Regions from separate parts of the Mus musculus genome. Here region 2 is linked to region 1. The links are chromatin contacts, called in public Hi-C maps. All regions are on one chromosome and are shown on one strand. Each heading gives the region's core, a stretch centred on a gene start, on an enhancer-like site or on the middle of the called end of the contact. The rest is flanking DNA. Distances are from core to core; before and after follow the strand shown. Region 1 has its middle 280 kb from the start of Rbfox1. Region 2 overlaps Rbfox1 (RNA binding protein, fox-1 homolog (C. elegans) 1).

Evidence for each region. A called contact is a pair of places that touch in the nucleus more often than the background predicts.
Region 2: a Hi-C map of cerebellar granule neurons shows a contact between it and region 1, with 2.6 times the contacts expected there. The contact joins two enhancer-like sites. A contact is called at or near these places in 1 of 15 datasets of contacts at CTCF or cohesin (the NIH/3T3 cell line), 1 of 484 Hi-C or Micro-C datasets (cerebellar granule neurons) and 1 of 9 other capture datasets (adipose tissue).

The regions. Positions count from the first base shown.
Region 1 is chr16:6,790,160-6,793,805 of GRCm38.p6, reverse strand. It overlaps a transcript of Rbfox1 not described here. Among named protein-coding and RNA genes, the nearest start is that of Rbfox1, 280 kb to the left of the region's middle. Within about 2 kb of position 1,980, at least 6 of the 459 cell types and tissues checked have an H3K27ac peak or open chromatin away from gene starts, as enhancers often do. A contact at or near this core is called in cerebellar granule neurons, where this site is marked.
Region 2 is chr16:7,098,321-7,101,966 of GRCm38.p6, reverse strand. The region is part of intron 1 of Rbfox1 (RNA binding protein, fox-1 homolog (C. elegans) 1); the gene reads right to left. Among named protein-coding and RNA genes, the nearest start is that of Rbfox1, 30 kb to the right of the region's middle. Within about 2 kb of position 1,821, at least 17 of the 459 cell types and tissues checked have an H3K27ac peak or open chromatin away from gene starts, as enhancers often do. A contact at or near this core is called in cerebellar granule neurons, where this site is marked.

The sequences.
Region 1 (3,646 bases), core at 731-3,230:
CACTGTCACACTTAGAAAACATGCTGCCCCACTACAAAGGTGGAGGGAAGTCCTGCTTGATGAATTCTCAACTCTTCCCCTTCCATACACAAATCCTCCCTGTGTCTTCTCAAAATTGAGCCCTGCCAGCTAGCTTTGGGGACTGAACTCTGTGACTTCTTGTATTGTGGTCTGGTAAATCCAAATACAGTGGGTGGGTCAAACAACAATAAGCTGTCAGAGACAACAGAAATTATAAAAGCAGCTTAGAGCAAACGTAAATTCTGACAACATGGGTTTGAATCCAGAACTTGGCCTCTTTACTGGGCTCTGAGCAGGTGGCTTGGCTGGTATGAGCTTCCAGGAGTTCATCAGAGGGAGTATGAATAATGGCATATCATAGAGTTTTGACTAGGTATGTGTGTTTATGCCTCAAAAGCTCTTTAATCACTTCCTGGCCCTAAGTCATTATTATATAATGCTGGTTAAATAAAACAGTTGCAATGAATCGATCCAGAGATTTGCCTTGTCTTCTTTGTCCAATTGCTTGTTTTTTTTTTTAACCAGAAAAACACTATGTGCATCTCTCTGTGTCTCTGTGTCTGTCTGTCTGTCTGTCTGCCTGTCTCTCTCTCTCTCTCTCTCTCTCTCTCTCTCTCTCTCTCTCTCTCTCTCTCTGTGTGTTTGTGTGTGTGTGCTCAACTGTACACACTGTGACTGACAGTAGAGGAAGATGCAGGTCCCACCTGCAGGAAGCACCCATTCTCACAACAAGTCAGGGATCTTGTTCTTGGCACTGCAAGGTCTGAGCAGAGCTTGGAAAAGAGGAGTCATGAAATGAAAGCAGTGTCCTGCTCTTATCAAGGATCCTTAGGAAAGCCCGGTGATGAGAAAAATGGAACAACTTTCAGGTTGTGTCTGGTTGTAATTGGGCTCAGCTTCTTCAGATAGACTCACTCCAGACTCCAGGGGCAATACTATCTACATCAGAGGAAGTCCAGCAGCCAGGGTGTCCCAGCCTTTCCTGGAGACACTGTTGCTGTGCATTCAGGAGATACCACAAACTGTCAGTAAGAACCAGAGAAGCAGGGACAAAGCATAAGCTTTCTCTAACTCTGAGGCACAGGTGGACCAGTGCTCAGTGGTGGCAGGAATGTAAGGTTGGGTATAGAAGAAGGAAGAGTTGGTGCTTGCCTTGCTAGCTAAGGGTTGCAGGAGTAGAATGTCTGTTTGATGGGTCAGTCGGCACTTCCAAGGGACTAGAGACTCTCTTCCTCCATCCCTGTATAGAAATACCACAGCTGCAGAGACAGGCAAGGAGAGAATCTGTGGTGAGAGGTGTCAATATGTATAGATAAGGACCAAGTGTCAGAGGCAGGGAAACAGGGAGGAAAGTCAAGGCTTACTGATTTAGAAATATAAGCATCCTTTTCCTACTGAGTAACACAATTTCAAAAAGTCACTTAAATCTCTTTGTAAAACAAAGGCACACAGGTGAATCTACTACTTTAAGACAGCCTAGCAGTACTGTCTACTGTACAGTAGACAGCCTAACAGAACAGCGTAACAGAGCTGTGAAGGGACAAAAGCAACACCAGGCTGGAGACTGAAGTAAGCGTCCTCACATCCTGGGATGCAACAAAAAACTTCCTGCCTCCTCTTCTGCCTTGAACTCTGGCAATAGCTTGTAAAGAGCAGGCATCCCTAGTCTGCACAAAGGCCCTGTGTGGGCTTCTCCTGTCCCTGATATTCTCTTTGCACTGCCCCAAGGATCTGATTCAAATAGAGACTGGAGCATGCACTGGCGTCCCTTCATCTGGCTTTACCCACCCACCTAGGAAAAGGCTACCCAATACGTCCAAGTGTTGCAGGAAAACACTTGGACGAATCCAGAGCCCCCTTTCCAAGCTGGATACTTTTCTGCTTGGGTTTGTGAATCCCAGACCCAGGGCAGCATTAGGACGTGGATGCTGCAGTTTGAATCCCTACGTCGCCATCTGCTGGTCACTTCCTCTTAATACTGATGATCCTTAGGCACCTGCACTGGAGCCCAGCTTGAAGTCCCGAGGGCTAGACCACCTGATCCAGAGGACCAGTATTCTCCAGATCAGCACCTTCCCAAACATACGCCTTCTAGTCAACACCACTTAAACGCAGAGTCTAAAAGCACATGCCATTTCTTCTCAACCGGGAGCTTGGAAAAGACTAAGTTGCATTCCTTGGGACAAGTCTGTTTTTGCCTCTCCATGTGACCCTATGAACCCCACTGCTCTTTCCCCACCAGGCCTCATTTCCTTGTCCACCAAAGAAGTAGAATGAGGTGATTTTTAAGTGCATTTTCAATTTTGCTTTCTGTAACCTGGAAAACCTCCAAGCCCTTGCAAATGCCACTCTGGCTGAAGGCCAGTGTGAATTGGGAACAGTAGTCATGATCGCACCCTGGAATGGGCCTCACAGTAAGGACAGGAAGAGTGCTATCGGGGTAACGGCCAGGCCACAAGGCAAGGATGTGCAGCCATGCTCTAAGCTCTATGAATATCAGAAACAGAATCAGCAGAGCACACATCCAGTATCAACCAATCCCCTGAATACCAGCATGTGCCAGATGAGCAAGGATCTCCCAACATCTGCAGGAAGTTTTGCACGAGGGCTTATAATTATTGCCTATTATTAAAAAGTGAATGAGAGAGAAGCTATGGATTATAAATTCATGGTAGATTATGTTTTAATGTTCCCAAACAGAATAATAATTGCTAAAACTGCTTTGGGTATCAAGCTTCATTGCACTGAACTGAACTCCAAGAATTACTATTACTGTTATTATTATTATTTTAAAATCACTTATGGTACTGGGATGACATAATGTTACTATGGTATCCTCTGTCATGGAACTGTGCCCCACGTGCATTGAGGACCAAGGCAGGACATGAGTTCCAACACTATAAATTAAGGTGCGATTTGTAAATGCCTCATTAATATTTATTAAATGATGGTTAGATGCTCTTGCAATCCTTAATAAGATATTATAACCCATGTCATTAAAATGCACTAACAGCACATTCTTAGTGAGCCACACCATAGCCTGCTGTTAGGAGATGCCCAGCTTTTTATGATTTTCTTCCTAAATCCTTTCCTAAGATATGATGATCATGATGATAGAGAAACTTAAGTGGCTATCTGATCAAAATGTTCCCCCAGGAGGGAGGTGGATAAGAAGTCAAACTAAGGAGTCTTCCATACTTTCAATTCAGTTTCTAGAATCTCCAAATTTGATACTGTCGAAGGATATGAAGGATAAATATAAAAGTATAGTCTATGAAATCATCAAAGAATTAACAAAAAATATTATTCAAAAATAAGAACAACCCACCTATAGGGTTGCAGACCCCTTTAGCTGCTTAGGTACTTTATCTAGCTCCTCAATTGGGGGCCCTGTGTTCCATCCAATAGCTGACTGTGAGCATCCACTTCTGTGTTTGCCAGGCCCCGGCATAGCCTCACAAGAGACAGCTATATCAGGGTCCTTTCAGCAAAATCTTGCTGGTGTATGCAATGATGTCAGCGTTTGGAGGCTGATTATGAGATGGATCCCCAGGTATGGCAGTCTCTAGATGGTCCATCCTTTCGTCTCGGCTCCAAACTTTGTCTCTGTAACTCCTTCCATGGG
Region 2 (3,646 bases), core at 572-3,071, 310 kb before region 1:
ACCCCTTGTGGGGGGAAAACTAACTCCTGATTGACTGTCACTGCACCAAAAGAATGTTAATGCAGCAAGCCAGTACTGAGAAGCAGTGAGATTCCTTTGTGCCACTTCACAGTGCCTATAGTTTGGAGTGTAGACTGAGACTTCTAAAAAGTTGAATCTCATATTAGATTCTCGTTTTTGTAATAACTTTAAATTCTCCCTTGCTACATAACATCTGGAAAGGTCTTCCATGTATTTATTAGCCTGTGGAGTGTATCATCTAGAGATCTTGTTTCTGATGGCATTTATATCTTTCAAAATGTTTATGGTGACAAGGAGAAGAAAGGGCTCTGCATATTTATGACACTGGCTGTGAACACTATCTACCATTGATAAAATAAGATATGCATTTGGATGGAAGGAAGAGAAAGGAATGGTGGATGGACACTTCAGTTAGATGATAGATAGATAGATAGATAGATAGATAGATAGATAGATAGATAGATAGGCAGATAGGCAGATAGATAGGCAAATAGATAGGCAGGCAGACAGACAGACAGACAGATAGATAATATGTTGATGGATAGATATATGGTATATTATGGATGGGTAGATAGATAGATAGATAGATAGATAGATAGATAGATAGATAGATAGATAGATAGATAGATAGGCAGGCAGGCAGGCAGACAGACAGACAGACAGACAGACAGATAGATAATATGTTGATGGATAGATATATGGTATATTATGGATGGGTAGATAGATAGATAGATAGATAGATAGATAGATAGATAGATAGATAGATAGGCAGGCAGACAGACAGACAGACAGACAGACAGACAGACAGATAGATAATATGTTGATGGATAGATATATGGTATATTATTGATGGATAGATAGATAGATAGATAGATAGATAGATAGATAGATAGATAGATAGATAGATAGACAGACAGGCAAGTGGGCAGGCAAACAGACAGATTTTTCTGACAGTAACTGTCATGTTCATTGCACTAATACATGAACAATCCTCATGTGGCATCTAAAAGTCTTACTCGGTAGAGTTTACATTTTCCTATGAACGTCATTTTTCAACAGCCACCTCACAGTTTGTAACACAGGGACCACGATCCAAGGGTGTCTTGGGGATTCTTACAATAGACCCCCTTAGGGCAGGCTCATGACCAAACCCCAGGAATCTGCAATATCTTGGAAGAGTCATCAAGAGAACTGTCTAGCTGGAAGAGTGAGTGCCATTCCTAGTTGTCTAACAGTCACTCCCTGGTATCTTCCAGTAGTCAAAGCCCATTCTTCAACATTCCTAATTATGAAGAGGTTGTTGAACATGTTACTAATGAATGTTTGTGTCAAAAAAAAATCACAGTAGATTTCTAGTATTGAACCACAGAAACTCATCCTGATGCCACCAAGAATGGCCAAGGAAAAATGCTAAATTAAGTAAATACTAAAACTGCTGACATATGATGACCAATAGATTAAAACCATGATGTGTCAGGATAGGTTTTTTGGTTTTTTGTTTGTTTGTTTTTCTATTAGAAAGGTCAAATTCAGTAACCAATATTAAGATCCTTCCTGCATATGAACTGCAAGGTAAACAGAATTCACCCTTAGAAAGGGAAATGCTCTCCTGGCAGCCAAGTGCCTAAAGATAGGAGAAGCTGCTGGTTCTGCCCGTGCTGTTCACCCCTAGACACCCATGTGACAGACAAAGCTGTCAGTGAGATGCAAGCCAGTATAGATTCTGAAATCCTCAACTGCTTCCAGGCGGCAAGACACAGATTCCTAATCTTGAAAATGTTCTGCAAAGGTGTGGGCTGGCACGGGACCCAGGAGCCTCGCAGCTGACTGGCTCTGCTGCTTCTCCATCACACCCACAAGAACCATCTTGCTCTAGCTTCCTGTTCAGAAATATTTCCCCTCAAATGCCCTCTTTTCCTCATGGAGAGATATCAGGAAAGCCATATGCTTCTCCCTCCCCAGCCCTCACTGCTGAGTGTCAGTAATGAAAGCCAGAAGCTGACATGTGCTAAACCCGCCTGTCCCTCCCACTTCACACAGATAATAAACAGCAGCAAGAAGGACATAGGGTTTAGGACACTTAGTTTACACTGAAACCAAAATCCACTCGGACTTCTGTAAGAAGTCTCTGAGCACTCCGTGACATGGACTTGGATGTGAGCAAGAAGGTTTTATCATCCAACAAAGCAACGTAAGTGGGCCCAGCACAAGAGACTTGATGGCTCTCAGTGTCAGATGTGTGGGGATCTGCAAACTCAGAGTGACCTTTAGCACCTGCTGGACATATTGCCTCACAAGCCATGTGACCCATTTTGTGCTAGGCGTTTTGCCCAGCCAAACAACCTTTAAAAGATCGGGTCTCTATTTTTTGTTTCCACTAGCTATGGGGCGGGGAGGAGAAGATACTTGTAATTAAGAATTCATTCTGGGCCAAACACAATTCTAAGCCTATCATTTCAAAGGCCACTTGTGATAATGCGATGAACTAGGTTTGCTTTTTACCCTCTTGAACTAAAAGAGTCTCATATCCAGGACATCACAGGAGAGGCAGAATCTCTCAAGGCTGAGCAGTATTTAGTATCAACTCTCTCTCTAGTATCCCCTGGATTACTAATCTAGACTCAAAGTCAAGATCAAGGCTGAGCACATTCTGCTGTGAGTCTACCTTTGCTGAAAGTCTTGCAAAAACAAGATAATGGCAGCACCACCTAGCAAGACGGCCTGTATCATGATGTCCAACTGACCAAATGTACTGTGTACAGGCCTCAGGCTGGGGGACTTATGGAGTGGCTCGATTAAGACTTAGAGAACTTGTCTGTAGATTTTTGTGTGTTTGTGTTCATCTGTGTTCACTTATGTGTGTGTCCTTATTTATGTGCAGGGCACATGTGGACACGAGTGTGCATGTGTGTATGTATATATCTATATATGTATGCATGCATGTTTATGGAGCACTGTATATGTATGTGCCTAGTCCAGAGATCCATATCAGGAGTCTTTTTCTATCAAACTCCATCTTGTTTTTTGAGAGAGAATCTCTACTGAACTCATAGATCTCTGATTCAGACATTGACAGGGGAGCACTTATAATCCAGTCTCTACCTCCCCGGTTCCCCAGTACTGGGATTACAGGCATGTACTGCTAGGCCACAATTTTGATGTGGGTTTGTGTTTAGGTATATGTGTATACACGTGCCATTCATTTGCTCTCTAAGAATGCCTGGAGAGCCTGATTTTGTTCCTTACCACTTTCTTAAGGCCTTCTTTGGCTGCATTTTACCCCCTAGACTTTGTTAGGCCTGGCTGCAGCATGATCAAATTTCAGAAGTCTTCTTTTCTACGTTCCATGGCCATCTGCTGTGTGAAGGTGAATCCCATGTGCTCTGGTGTCTGCCTTTACCCTGTTGAGCAGAAACAGGGCCAAGAGCACCTGCCAAGGAAACATTCTCGTCCCTGCCACCTGCCTCCCTCCAACTCACCTGGGCTAACCTGGATTGCCTCCATTCCAGGGATGGAGACTCCGTCAAACAGAGGACAGGTGAGTCTCTGTGGAACACAAAAAACCATTCCTTCATACATTGGGAAAGTGCCACCACCATCTTTCTTTGAGGCAAAATGGTTTTAA